Regions from separate parts of the Mus musculus genome. Here regions 1, 3, 4 and 5 are each linked to region 2. A link is a contact called in public promoter capture Hi-C data. All regions are on one chromosome and are shown on one strand. Each heading gives the region's core, a stretch centred on a gene start, on an enhancer-like site or on the middle of the called end of the contact. The rest is flanking DNA. Distances are from core to core; before and after follow the strand shown. Region 1 holds the start of Hjv (hemojuvelin BMP co-receptor). Region 2 holds the start of Vps45 (vacuolar protein sorting 45). Region 3 has its middle 14 kb from the start of Adamtsl4. Region 4 overlaps BC107364 (cDNA sequence BC107364). Region 5 holds the start of Txnip (thioredoxin interacting protein).

Region 1 (2,700 bases), core at 12-2,511, 470 kb before region 2:
TCTGGGTACTTCTGTGACTGGAAGAAGAAATTTGGCTGAGTGTGGGGAAAGAGAAGGGTTGGAGACCAGTCAAGATGGTGGGTAGAGAGAGCATCTGAAGAGACCAAAACAAAAATGAGACAGACTGGATCTTGGGAAGAAGGAGGCTTCCAGAGGGTGAGCGTGGCTGGTGAGCCTCTGTGCCCTGCCCCTGCGGCCACCTTCAGGTCCCTTGTGCAATATGCCTACGGGGGCGGGGTGGTGGTGGAGGGAAGGTTGAGTGACCTCAGTGTGCAGAGTCCAGTGTACTGCCCCATCCTGACTACCAAATAGCAGATGTGCCAAAAATGGAGGACCCCTAGAGAAAGTGAGGTTCTGACCATGTCAGTGGGTCCCCAGTAGCACCAGGATCTGATCACGCTTTAAGAACATACTTCTTATGGATCCTTCCCACCAGAAACCACCTGCCGTTTCATTTTCTTCACTGTGTTAGAAGGGCACAAAGGGTAACATGGTAGGCAGACGCCCTGTCTACGATATCACCTTCCCAGTGAAAGGAGAGCCGGTCTCTCAGCCTCTCCAGAGGGCTGACAGTACGATCCCTCTCACAGGATGGGGTACAAATCAAGCATTCAAATTAATATATGTTTCTGTCTAACAGTTCATGTGTTTTTCCAGACCCAGCTGAAAAGCCCAATCCAGACACTCCTGGTCTTTTGAGGAGAACAGATATGGGGGAGGGTCTGTCTCCTTTTCTCCTGTCAAAACCCTACTTTGGGATAAGCATATGAGCAGGAGGTCAGAGAGGTCTTGAGGTAGGGATGGGAGTGTAACTCGATGGTAGCTGAGTGTTTACCATGCTCAAGGCCCTGGGCCCAGTCCTTAGCACTGCCCCCTCCCCCTCTCCCAAGGTCTTGGTGTAATAAGATGGAGAGGAAAATAGGAAAGCCAGAGAGAGGCAGCATTAAACATCAAATGGCCATGGATTAGAAAACATCTAGGCAAGAGGAAAAGTGAAGACTGGGGTAGTTGCTAAGGGGAGATCTTAGTTTTCAGAACAGATGTCTGTAACTTTATGAAGTTCTGGCCTTGACCCAAAAGCTTATCAAAGTGATCGACATTTCATCTGGACTTACTGTTTCCCGAGGTCAAGCATTACTCTGATACTGGGTTCTCGAGCCATAGTTGCCTATTCTGTTGGTCTGCTCCAGCCAGGGGGTCCCCCATCTCTTTCTCCATGATTGCCCCGGAATGGCTGCAGTCTCACTCAGGTCAGAGAGCCAGAGGAGGTTTGGTGTGGGGGGAGGGGGGAGGGAGAGTATATGGTTGGCCCAAGTACTGGACAGCTGAGAGGAGGAGGGAGGTGCCTACTGAGTTGACAGTTTTAAAAATAGCTAGGTCCAAAATTCCAGGAACGTTGGTGGCAGTGGGGTGTGGGAGCTAAGGCAGCAGGAACGATGAGCAAAATAAGGATGGAATATGGAAATATTGGATACCAAGGGAGGGAGAGTATAAAGAAAGATGATGGCCAAGTCATATATCCAACTGTAGCTTATAAGCTGCCACTCAGGCCCTCCAGCATTCCCAGTAATGAACTCAGTATTCCCAGTAATGCCTTTAAGACTGCTGGTGGTGATTTTGTGTGATGCCAGTCACTCACTGCTCTCATCCTCTCTTTACTGAGGATTCCATTGAATTTCTTCTACACATAATACACTGAGGTGGCCGGCTTTGAAGATGGACGGCAAGCATAGTTCAGAGACCCTCCCCCATCTCTGCCAACTATTTCAGAAGCTGAAAGGTCCAGCTGTCCCGAGAAATCCGAGAGCAGAATTGTTTCGAGAAGGGTTTATTCCGTCTGCCCAGATCAGATCTCTGCAGCTGTCTACTCTCTCTCCACCTTTTCCATTACACTAGTTTGTGCAACAATCCCTCCTCCCTCCTCCTCATCAATACAAACACAAAAAACAGAAGCTTCCAGGTTGCAGGGGCCGGGGCCGGGGTAGTAACAGAGGCAGAGAGAAGAATCGGAGTCAGTTTTGAACACTACTGATCCACAGAGGAGTGGCGTTAGATAGGTGAATTCAGAAGGAAGACATTTGGGAATATACTTTTATAGACAAACTGTTTGAAGATTCAATTATAATCAGGGTTTTAGCTATGTCCGTCTTTTCACCTGGTGGCATTTCTGGGACACTGTCCCACAGTACTTGCCAAGGGAAAGCAGCACAGGACTGATTACAAAGTGTGTCACAAAAGCTTCTGGCCCTGTCAGCTCTACATGAAGTTCTACAGGTCCACATGGTACATGGTCCCTTCTCAGGCACGCATACACACACACACACACACACACACACACACTTTACAAGAGAAGTGTGGGAGCACATGTATTTTTTATAATGAATTTAGCTTTTTCTCAACTATACAAGACCATATCACAATAATCTTTTACATTAAGTTATTTAGAACATGTCTGTCTCTGTGTGTCTGTGTGTACCTATGTGGATGTCAGAAACGTTATAGGAGTCAATTCTTTCCTCCCACCATGTGGGCGTTAGGGGCCAAATGTGAGGTTTGGTAGCTAGTTCCTCTACCTACCTGCTGAGCCATTTCACCAGCCCACATCCCAAGAACTTTTATTCCATAAAATTTCCCTGCACTGGATGGTTGGGTGTGTCAACTTGACACAGGCTGGAGTTATCACAGAGAAAGGAGCCTCCC
Region 2 (2,742 bases), core at 234-2,733:
GGACAATCATTGTTCTACTCCTCGTCTCTTGTTCAGTTTGTTTTATTTTTTGAGACAGGGTTTCTCTCTGTAACAGAGCCCTTGCTGTCCTGGAACTCACTCTGTAGACCCCGCTGGCCTCAAACTCAGAGATCTGCCTGTCTCTGCCTCCTGAGTGCTGGGATTAAAGGTGTGTGACACCACTGCTGGCTTGTTCTTTTTAAGATACAGAAAGTTGAAAAAATATGACATACTATATTACAGTCCAGGTAAGGAAATAGAATCCAAGCAACATGGGTGATGGTGATTTTTCAGATACCAGTAACTTGCTAGATTTGTGGGTAAATTTTATTTTCTTTGATGAGTCAGTTTTCTATAATATATGAACTTTTTTGCTGATAAAACAGGATTGTATATAACATTAGATCTCATTTGTGTGTAGTTAATATCCCACTGACTCGTTTAATATAAAGCTTTAAGGCTTCTGTCAAAACATATGCACACCAGTAACTCCAGCACTGCAGACACTGAGGGGTCACGCGTTCAAAGTCAGCCCGTGTTACATTGCAAAGCCTTATTCAAACAAAAAGGAAGAAGAAAGAAAGTCTCAAAACCTGTACTGTGCCCAATGGGAAGTTTTATTTACTGGTTTATTTATTGACTGGAAAACTGAAAAGAACACATTTTCACAATTTTAGAAGTGACAAATACCTGTATTTCAAGTGACTTCTAGTCTTCCTCAAGGGATTTGGAAACTTCGCATAATTTGCATAACCCGATTAAGTTCTTCTATTCTATTTAACCGCATATTTCTTACAGTATGTTGAAAAAACTAGTATTTAGTGGTGCTGTGTTGATTTTAAATTAATTTTTTAAATTAGCATTCTCAATGAGTCTCATAATGGCATTTATACACATGACAATAATATCTCATTCTAATGTGTTTCCTTTTTTTCCTGCCTCCAGCCCCTCTACCCCTAACCCCGCGGTTCCTAAAGCTCCCTGGTCCCCTTCCTCTACTAAATAGTCTGTCTGTTTTGTGCTCCTTGTATTCATTCCCTTGTATTCCAATACTATGTCTATCCGGGTCTCCCTCTCTTAAAATCTCCTTCTCACCTCTGGTGATCCTTTGCAGTTTCACATCTCACACACGTCATTATTTTGGTGTAAATATTTGAAGCACTAATAGCCAATGATTTGTTGCAGTTATTTGTCTTCCTGGTTGTACAGTTCTCTATTGTAAGAAGGTGAGGAACAAAACACCTTGATCCGAAGTGTGATAATAGTGTGTCATCTGTTGAATTTTTTGGAAACTGAAGCTTTAAGATCCAGTTGATTGCTAATTGTTCTTGCTTCTTAGATTAAAAATGTGTTTACCTTTAAATTCTCAAGTTGGTTTTGTTCCGGCCCCAATGAATTAACTGTCCCCGCCCATTGCAGGGGCCCTGGAAACCCGGCGTCCCTGAAAGCCAACCAAATTCAGTACTTTGGGCGCCGCGAGCTCGCAGTCCCAGCGGTCCTGAGTAGGGGGCGGGTGGAAGCTCCGCGCCTTCCTGGGGTCTCTAAGGTCTACAACATCTCTAAATAGCGTTCCCATTGTTTCTTCATTCAACAAACGTGATGAATTTCAGCTCCCCTTCTCTCTTTAGGAAACCCAGTTGAGTCTCATTCTATGACCTACCAAATACAAAATGCCGTCTCTTGATGCTACTTTGTTTGGATACTTTAGAAAACCGGGGCTGCCTCTGTAACCTAGCCTGGGCTATCAGAGAACTTGCTATGCAGTACAGACCTGGGACCCCGCTGCCCCAGCCTGCCCAGTGCTACGATGACGTGCGAGGGCTTCAGAAAAGATGCTCAGCAAACAGTGTCCGAGAGAGCTGTATCCCGCGGTGCGCCAAGCGCTTCCCTACTCAGGACCAGAAGCCAGCACAGCGCGGGTTCGGGGAAACAGGCTGCCTTCCACTCCCTACCGAGAAGCGTCGGGAATGGCACCGTCGCTTAGCTGCTGAGTCTGAGTCCCGGACTCCACGGAGGAACTACAATTCCCAGTATCGGAGCTACCCGGACTCCCGGAAGCCGAGGCTTTGGCGACCGGAAGCAGCTGAGACCCAACAGGCCTGAGGTTAATTCAGCCAGGAAAGTGGGTGGGAAGGGCTGTGGGGCACCTGTCAATTCGCCACCATGAATGTGGTCTTTGCTGTGAAGCAGTATATTTCCAAAATGATAGAGGACAGCGGGCCGGGCATGAAGGTACTTCTCATGGATAAAGAAACGGTGAGTTTGCTTTTGCTCAGTATTTATAAAGGAAGCTCTCCCTTCCTTTAGAATTGCTGGCCCCGTTCCGCTGTAGAACTTAGCATTTCACTGATGACGATGATCAAGTCTGTCTGGCACTGGGAAAGTTGTAGAATGCTTTCCCAGTGGGTGTGCAGTCTAACCAGCTCTAACTGGTGCCAAGAGACTTCTTACACCTGAAAGAGTGTCTGCAAAGAAATTGTTACTGGCGACACAGGGAAGACTTTACTCAACGTTGTTTTTAAAAGTAAATTGTTGGGGTTCAGCTGAAATAACAGGCTATTTGTTGACCACAACTTTAAAAAAGGAATTGTAAAGGAATGGTGAAGATCCTCTTTAGAAGTTTCTGAGTTGTTCATGTTCAGAGAGAGTGGTAGGTTTTCATTCTAACACATTACAGCCTGTTTTGGATATTAGGTAAATATTATTCTGTATATTAGAATTTAAATTACCTACTCAAATATT
Region 3 (2,700 bases), core at 42-2,541, 360 kb after region 2:
TGAGCAGGGGAAACCACAGTCCCTTGCAGTTAGGGCTGCCTGTCACATCCCCACAGTGGCAACTGTAGCCCCAAGATTTAAGAGATGCAGGGGTGAGGAGCAGTAACTCAAGGTCACCTTAAGCACTGCGTAGCAAGTGTTTCTCAAGGCCTCTGCTTCATGGCTCGCTTCCAGGTTTCTGCCTTGACTTTGCTCTGATGGCCATCAATGGTGGACTGTAACCTGTATGATGTAAACCCTTTCTCTCCCTTGCTTTGGTCATAGTCTTCGTCATAGGAACAGAAAGTAAATTAGGACAAGGAGGCATTGGGGGGAATATAGTCAAATTCATTATATTTGTGTATGAAAATAACGTGAAGTCTATTGATACAGGTGATTAACCTATATCAGTAAACAAAAAGCTTGAATGTCCAAATGCAAAAAAAAAAAAAAAAATCCTAAAAATTATTACAACTCTGTTCAGCAACCTGCAGCCCGGGAAACCTGTCAGGTCTACAAAGACTTATTGGAACTGTGATATTTCTTTTCTTTCTTTCTTTCTTTCTTTTTTTGTTTTTGTTTTTTTTTGTTTGTTTGTTTTGTTTTGTTTTTCTGTTTTTCGAAAGAGGTTTTCTCTGTGTATCCCTGGCTGTCCTGGAACTCACTCTGTAGACCAGGTTGGCCTCGAACTCAGAAATCTGCCTGCCTCTGCCTCCCATGTACTGGGATTAAAGGCGTGCGCCACCACTGCCCAGCAACTGTGATATTTCTAAAGCAGCTTAAAAGGACAGGAGGCAGAAAAGACAGGGGCCTGACTTTCAACCGCTAAGACACACTATATTTATTAGTGCACTTAGCAAGAGGCAGCCTCTCTCCCACGGGAAATTGAGGGGTCTACAGAGGGTAGAGGGAGCTGGCTGAAATGGTTTATAGGGTTGGGATGAGGGACTTGGCAGTAAGGAAGTTGTTATTTTCCAAAACAAAGTATCCTTTCTAGGATGTCCATAAGAACAAAAGGTTATCCATAACATTGTAGGAATCTTGTTTTACTGTACCAGGGGTACTTCAGGAGACCACGTGCCATCTTCCAGGGCCCACAGCCTCCTGGTTTTCACAGTCTTGCCTTCTCGACAGTCCCCGAGTCTCCCCAAGCTCACAGTACCCAGCCTTAGATTACTCATTTGGTCTCACGTGACCCTCTGATTCCCTAGACCACAATGCTACCACCATGCAGGGGCAGTAGAAGCCCAGCTCCGGGTCTTCCCGGCAAAACGGAGCAGGGCGCGGAGATTCGGGGCGGGGCCTAGGGCGGGGTTCTGGACTCTGAGAAGGAAACCCTGAGCAGACCTTTGGACTCAGCTCTGCGGGAATCACATCAGCCGTTGACTCAGTCGACTCCCCCAGGCATAAAATCACAAAAGAGTTTTTGTTAGATGCTGATTGGGGAGGGAGGGGGAAAAGGGAGTCCAGGCTCCTTTTAGAAGGCCAGACCTCTGCAGTTTGAGCCAGGGGCCGCCTGGAGCCGCCCGGGACGGCCCAGAACGGCCCAGAACGGCCCGGAGCCAACCTGGGGGGAGCAACAGGACTTGGAGGGCTCAGAACTGCTAAGGCATCTCTCTCTATCCCTGCTGAGAGTCCATGCAGTTGGTCCTGTGTGGATTCACCAGGTAGTTGCTGAGTGCAACGTTAGCCAAACCTATCCGAACGTTTGTAAAATGTTAAACAAGGGCAAAATCTGGGGAACAGGTCCTGATAACGAAGATTAAACTGTAAATTACTTTAAAATACAAGGCAATTTACCTTCAATTCCAGTACTGCAGAGGCAGGAGGACCAGCCTGGTCTATACAATGAGTTCCAGGCCAGCCAGGGTACACAATAAAACCTTGAAGAAAAAAAAAGGGGTGGGGGGCAAAGTGGCAAATCAGATACCCTGATGGGATATGAGATGGGACAGAGAGAGATGGCTCAGCAATTCTGAGCACTTGCTTGCACGGGAAATCGCAGTGATTAGACCACTCCTGTGGGTGGAAAAGGAAAAGTTTATTCAAACTGCCAAGGCTATCTCTCAAGGGTCAAAAAGGTAGGGAAAGCCTTGCCAGTTATAAAGAGAGGAGCTAGCCAGAACAGCATGGAGGTTCAGAGTGGTAGAGGGGCTTTGATATGTGTTACAGTTTATGTTAATAGGGAACTAGTTGCCACATTTGCCCCATTTGGTAGGGAAAGATTAGGGAAATGGCTCTACCTGGCAGTCAGAAGCCATTTTGTAGGCTTCTGGAGAATGCTGAGTGTAAGCTTTTGTTTATCCACAGACAAACTTGTTCTATTTTGAGTCCAGCCTGAGCTGAGCCCAGATTGTCATTTGGGGACACTGTCAGGAGTGCTGCCGTTTTAGGGACTTGAGGGTGGGGGCCTAACATCGCTCTTCCAGAGGACCAGGGTTTGATTCCCTGCACCCACACAGCAGCTCAGAAGTCTGTAACTCCACTTTAGGAGATCTGACCCCCACTTCTGGCCTCTTGGGGTTCATGGAACACAGGCATAGAAGCAAGAAAAACACCCACACAGAGCAGGCTGGGAAAGGTAAAATTTAAAGAAAATGGGAAGCTGGATATGGTGGTTCATACTTATAATCCCAACACAGAAGGGCTGCATGAGGTGAAGGCCAGTCTGGGCCACTAAGGAAGTTTCTAGCTAGCTGAGGCTATCTCAAAAGCAAACAA
Region 4 (2,700 bases), core at 108-2,607, 380 kb before region 2:
TCCGAGGCCCCTCCCACTCACTGGCCTTCTCTGCTACATCAGGTTTTCTGGGTGGGTGCTTCCTTCCAGCCTTCTGTGAGCCTCGTTAGAGTGCACAGTACTAGTGTCCTGCCTGTTTCTGGGCACATCTTTGCTAAGTGGCCTCACATTTCTGCTTGAGCTGAAGGCCTCAGAGTGTGAGATATATACAGAAACCTACTCCTTAGGGAAAGAGTTTTTTGGTCACAGGTAACAGCACCCAGCAGTCAGTGAGAGGTGGTAATGCCTTTGAGGACATTTTTATAGGTGAAGCAGCAGGATGCCCACATACATTCATGCATGTCTAGAAACATATCAAACAGTGAATGAGGATTGATTCAGACCTGCAGTCTGGCCTGTGGGGTTTCCTGGTTTTAATGTGGGGCTTCAGTTATAGCAGATGTCACCAATGGGGGGTGGGGGGAGGGAGGGCAGGGGCTCTGTTCTGTATTGAACCCATATTTATAAAAACAAAACAAAACACAGAGATATCTGACTGTTCAGGTCTATGATCCGAACTGCTACGGAGGCTGGGGCAGGTGGTTCAAGGCCTGCCTAGGCAACGTAGTGAATTACTGTGTGTACAAATGAAAAGTGACAAGTGCGGGTAGGATAGTCCAGTGGTAGAGGGCACACAGTTCCGTTCCTAGTACAGAGTATCGGAACATTCTTCTCTTCCAAATAAAACAAGCCAAACATAACAAAACCCCAACCCCTTTATAAACACAAGCCTTGTGAACTCCAGGACGCCTGGGATGGCAGATAGGGGAAAGGAGACACAGAAATAACTCAACCTTTGGTTCAGGGTCTGTTTATGAATGTGGAATGAAACCTGGACTATGAACCTAGCCATCCTGGCTTCTAAGAACATGCAGAGAACCATGGTGATTATCCTGCTCATAACATTCACATGAATGTTAAGGATTTTCACAGAAATGTAATGGCTTCTGACTGGATAGCACACCACCAGCTGTGCTGAACTTTCCTAAAACTCACCCAGCTGTCTGCAAGAACTGGGCAGGCACCAGCTCCACGCAGTGACAGCACAGGAAGGGCAAGGATTAGTGTCCTTGTGACAGGGAACAAAGCATATTTAAAAAAAAAAAAAAAAAGGCTTACAAAGAAGATCGCGTTCAGAACCCCACTGTAGATCTAAGAGAACCCTGGCACACTGTGTTAAGAGATACAAGCAGCTTGAACTGGGAGGTGACAAGAAGAGAAAGGGCCAAGTGACCAGGTTCTAAGTTGATTTTTCACAAAAACAATAAAATTGTAAGGTTAGATTTTAAAGAACAAAAGTTAACAGCATTTGTTTGGAGAGGAAACAAAAGAGGAATTGTCTCCTAGTGACTCTTTCCCTGTTCTTTCAATTGCCAGGGACTCATTTCAAACCATGCTGAGAAGGTTTGTGCTGGCAGCTAAGCCCAGGCTTGGTGGTGTGAGACTTCAAAACAGGAGCCGAGGAAAGGAGAAATTCAACCCAGAATTTGAGTTACTCGCCTGTAAGTGTGCTCTATGGTTTTAAGAAACAACACTGAAACAAAAACTCCAGACTTCTAATCTTAGGGGTTTTCTCATTCATTTATAACTGATCAAGACGTCATTTCAAAGAATTAAAGACTTGACAAATAGGCCACTCCTCAGATGACAGTCAGCGAAGACTATGGGTTTACCAGTTCAGTACCTAGCATTAGAAAAGCAAAAACAACAATCGCTGCACTTTTCTGAATTTAATCCTTAATCGTGGCTAAGGAATTTTTTTGAAAACGTACACTACATAGTTACCACTTTTCTCTCCCTTAACAGCTCTTCAGTGTCCCAGGTTATGCAAAGAAACCAGTATACAAAACTATAGTAAATTAAAATAAACATGCATGCACTGTATCTGATATAAACAGCCACGAAGCTACAACGCACACACAAACGTTTCCAAAGGAAAAGAAATACAACTTTTGAACTCTATGAACAGGCTCAGGTGTGAGAGTTTGGGGAAATCGCAGGGGTCAGCACACCCCAAGCACAGTGTATCCCGACCATGGAGTCTCTCTCCCCTGCTGGGTAACTCTGCTTGCCATAGCAGCAGCGAGGACACAGCCCCACAAGGAAGATGGGTCTGGAGGTCTTAGTGTGCCAGGTGAAGAGACAGGAGATGGGAAGGAGAAAGCTAATAGGGAACAGAACCACATGGCCTGTAGAAGCTGCAGGTAGCAAGACGTCTCATAGCTGGAGAATAAGTATAATGCCCATTCTAGACATATAGCTTATAAATATAATAACTGGTTTGTGTGTGTGTTTTTATACGGGTTTATTGGGGTAAGAAATCCACGAAACAGTTGGCACCCCTACGTCGGGCTTAGAACCTAACTAACTTGAAATAAAAGACCCCCGCCTCCCACCCCCGTCCCCCCAATATAAACAGCTAGGGCTGCGGTCTAAAGCTGCGGCACTGTGTAAATTAAACGCTGCCTCCCCAAGCCCTAAGCAAACCCTAGCAACCAGAGGCGGCACCCCAGCCAGAGCTGGGATTTAGGCAGCGCTAGCATCACAACAGTTGGGGTTCCCTGAAACTAAAGAAGGACTAAGGACCCTGGGGCGCGACTGCCTGCGAAATAGCCTTCTCAAAAGCACAGCAGGCATCTCCGCCCAAGCAGCCTTCCCCGTTTGCTTCCCCGTGTCTTCCAG
Region 5 (2,700 bases), core at 169-2,668, 500 kb before region 2:
CATGCAGGAAACTTTCTTCTCCTTTTTGGCAGACACTGGTGCCTGTGTAAAAGGAAATAATGTTTTGAGATATTTCAACCCCCATGCATCTAATTTATTATCCCTGACCAAGAAGAATTTTAAAACCTTTTTAAAAACAAAAACAAAAAATCCTCACCATTAGGTCAGGGGTATTGACATCCACTAGATCCATCACTTCGAAGTTTTTCTTTGCCTCTTGAGTTGGCTGGCTGGGGCGATCGAGAAAAGCCTTCACCCAGTAGTCTACGCAACCATATTTTCCTTTAAAGGATGTTCCCAGGGGCCTGTGTCAAAACAATGAACCAAAATTAAGGCTAAGAACTGTAAGAGATCAATGGAGGGGGAAGACTTAGAAATAAGAGTGCAAGGTGCACACGGTGGATGCCTACCCTTGAGGAAGCTCGAAGCCGAACTTGTACTCATATTTGTTTCCAGGCCTCATGATCACCATCTCGTTCTCACCTGCTGGGAAACAAAGACAAGGGGCCATTAGGCTTCTTGTTACATTTTGAAAGCGTCAATGAGGAGTGCCTGGGCAGTAGACTACCTTACTTCACTTCCACTTTCATCTCTTACACTATGGAAGAAAAGATCCCAGAGCACTTTCTTGGACAGAAAGTTGCGAAATCCACAAATACATTAATCTTTAAGTAGTAGCTAAGACAACACTTTCAGGAAACAGTACCTCAGAAAGTGTTCAAATCACTCTAGGGGGGTGAAGGGTAGTGAAAAACTTGCTAATTACAAAGTAAAAAAATATAGGGACCAACAGTTCAAACCATTCAAACGAACAACTCGAAACATTTAGTGGTGCCCTCCCCGACCCACAGACCTCCCAAGTCACCATCAGTCCTGCTGGGAGCAGTACCTGTAGGCTGCTCTTCTAGGAGAAGTGTGTCTTCATAGCGCAAGTAGTCCAAAGTCTGTTTGCACTGCTGAGACCCTTGCATCCACAGGACCTTGGCCACGCCGCAAGCCAGGATCCTGACGGCTTTGACTCGGGTAACTTCACACACTTCCACTATTACCCGTCCGGCCACCTTCTCCCCGCTGCCGTACACCTTCTCGGGGTCGTTGAAGACCACCTCAAAAGACTTGATCTTCTTGAACATCACCATGATTGAGCCGAGTGGGTTCAAGAAAAACGAAAGCCGGAGAGGAAAAAAATCTTTAAGAACCCTTCAAAGCAAACGAAGAGCTCGCCTCCGTAAAGTCAGGGCTTGAAAACCCAAACGAAAATGTAAAGAAAGCTTCAAACAAACCCTAACAACTTTTCCAAAAGGTGCCTGGAAGTTTCAGCCTGCCGGCTGTGCCAAAAGCTTTCAGGAGAAAAATAACAGCTGTCTTCCGCAACTGGAGAAACTCTGGAAACCCCGAGACCAGAGGAGGAGAGTGTCAAGCGGCTGCCGGAAACGGCTTATATAGCCGCCTGGCTTGGCGCTCCACGCGAGTGCTGGCCTGGAGGCTCGTGCAGCCCTCGTGCACAGTTCTCCCATTGGCTACTTGGCCCTTGTTTACCAGGCCTCCAACCAATCAGCGAGGCCGCCGGGGCGCGTGGACACGGTGTGCTCCTAGCGGGGAAAATGGTTGTTGTTCGGGTGCGCAGCCTTGCCAGCAGGAGGGGCGGGGCCCGGGGCGACGGGTGCCCTCCCTCCCCCCGGGAGGCTGGGACCCCGGGACCCTGAACCTCATCCAGGGGACTCCTCTTGGGAGCTGGGTTATTTGGGTGTGTGCTTTGTTTTTTTTTTCCCCCTTCTTTTTTTAGGTGAAAGAAAAATGTGCTTAGGAGAGGATTTCATGACTCGCCTGAGCCAGCGCAATTCATTTCGAGGTGACCATTTATTCCTGGCTCACAAGTTCGCAAGTCTTGTGAAAAACAATCCCATCGCACCGAGGATACTCCAGGATGGAGCGGAGGGCGAGAGTGCAGTCGTGTTAGTGAGAAAGAGCCCACCCGATATGCTCCTATTGCACTTCTATTGAAGAATAAAAGGCTGCGGTCTCTCCAGACGAGAACTTGTCAGATATTTTAAAGTCTGGCTTTCAGTCCTTTCTGGTGAATGCTCTGGTGGGTTCCCCTCATTTCCCCCTCATTTCATGCCCCTATGTGCTGCTACTGTTCCTCGCCCATTACATTCTATTCTGTTCTCTGGAGCGGAAGCAGTAAGGGAGTGTCCACATCCTGTTGCTTATCCCCTCATCTCTTCAGTGTACCTGTGAAGTTGGGGAACATTTTGTATATGTTCCCTTGTTCCTCACTGCAGCTTTGTGAGGTGTTTACTTTCACACTGATGGCTCCCCCGTCCTTGTTTCTCCAGGAAACAAGAGGTGGACAAACCAAAAAAATAAAATAAAAGAAAGAAAGAAAAAGGAAGAAAAAGAACCTCACTCCTTACTTTGTTTTCGAGTTCCTGTCATTCTTTTCCCCCCTCTGTCCTCTCTCCAAATTCACTAAATGAAATGCATGTCCCTAAGCCTGTTTCAATTTCACCGGCGCTGGAGCTGTGTTAGTTTCACTTAGTTATCTGGCAAACCTTGCTGAGAGATGCCTCAGGAGCTGACTAGAGAAATAACTCTTAAGTGTGCAAAGAAACTCTTGTGTGAAGGATTACCTGCAACCCCCTCCCCCTTCGCCCCCTACTCTATTCCCCACCCACCCACCCACTCCCACCCCCACCC

Evidence for each region. Promoter capture Hi-C pulls out the DNA fragments that hold promoters and counts their contacts.
Region 1: a promoter capture Hi-C map of neutrophils shows a contact between it and region 2, with 2.3 times the contacts expected there. The contact joins the promoter of Hjv here to the promoter of Vps45 in region 2. A contact is called at or near these places in 4 of 39 promoter capture datasets (hippocampal neurons, liver, neutrophils and 1 more) and 1 of 484 Hi-C or Micro-C datasets (B cells).
Region 3: a contact with region 2 is called in a promoter capture Hi-C map of stem cell-derived epiblast-like cells, with 3 times the contacts expected there. The contact joins the enhancer-like site here to the promoter of Vps45 in region 2. A contact is called at or near these places in 6 of 39 promoter capture datasets (cranial neural crest, hippocampal neurons, liver and 3 more) and 1 of 115 datasets of contacts at active chromatin or transcription factors (pancreatic cancer cells).
Region 4: a contact with region 2 is called in a promoter capture Hi-C map of embryonic stem cells, with 4 times the contacts expected there. The contact joins the enhancer-like site here to the promoter of Vps45 in region 2. A contact is called at or near these places in 3 of 39 promoter capture datasets (embryonic stem cells, hippocampal neurons and stem cell-derived epiblast-like cells), 1 of 15 datasets of contacts at CTCF or cohesin (embryonic stem cells), 4 of 484 Hi-C or Micro-C datasets (B cells, embryonic stem cells and pro-B cells) and 1 of 115 datasets of contacts at active chromatin or transcription factors (bone marrow-derived macrophages).
Region 5: a contact with region 2 is called in a promoter capture Hi-C map of pre-B cells, with 3 times the contacts expected there. The contact joins the promoter of Txnip here to the promoter of Vps45 in region 2. A contact is called at or near these places in 1 of 39 promoter capture datasets (pre-B cells) and 1 of 115 datasets of contacts at active chromatin or transcription factors (bone marrow-derived macrophages).

What each region holds. Positions count from the first base shown.
Region 1 is chr3:96,523,746-96,526,445 of GRCm38.p6, reverse strand. Hjv (hemojuvelin BMP co-receptor) reads right to left here and starts at 1,261. Exons shown (of 4, transcript NM_027126.4): 1 at 1,116-1,261; 2 at 1-17.
Region 2 is chr3:96,057,196-96,059,937 of GRCm38.p6, reverse strand. Vps45 (vacuolar protein sorting 45) reads left to right here and starts at 1,483. Exons shown (of 15, transcript NM_013841.3): 1 at 1,483-2,256. The coding sequence starts at 2,164.
Region 3 is chr3:95,700,907-95,703,606 of GRCm38.p6, reverse strand. No RefSeq gene overlaps it. Among named protein-coding and RNA genes, the nearest start is that of Adamtsl4, 14 kb to the right of the region's middle. Within about 2 kb of position 1,291, at least 228 of the 459 cell types and tissues checked have an H3K27ac peak or open chromatin away from gene starts, as enhancers often do. A contact at or near this core is called in hippocampal neurons, liver, pancreatic cancer cells and 1 more, where this site is marked.
Region 4 is chr3:96,440,863-96,443,562 of GRCm38.p6, reverse strand. It overlaps BC107364 (cDNA sequence BC107364), which reads left to right. Exons shown (of 4, transcript NM_001256181.1): 2 at 1,396-1,520. The coding sequence starts at 1,412. Among named protein-coding and RNA genes, the nearest start is that of n-THgtg2, 6.2 kb to the right of the region's middle. Within about 2 kb of position 1,357, at least 19 of the 459 cell types and tissues checked have an H3K27ac peak or open chromatin away from gene starts, as enhancers often do. A contact at or near this core is called in embryonic stem cells, where this site is marked.
Region 5 is chr3:96,556,675-96,559,374 of GRCm38.p6, reverse strand. Txnip (thioredoxin interacting protein) reads right to left here and starts at 1,418. Exons shown (of 8, transcript NM_001009935.2): 1 at 890-1,418; 2 at 411-486; 3 at 158-305; 4 at 1-42. The coding sequence starts at 1,139. It overlaps Gm15441 (predicted gene 15441), which reads left to right. Exons shown (of 4, transcript NR_040409.1): 3 at 978-2,089.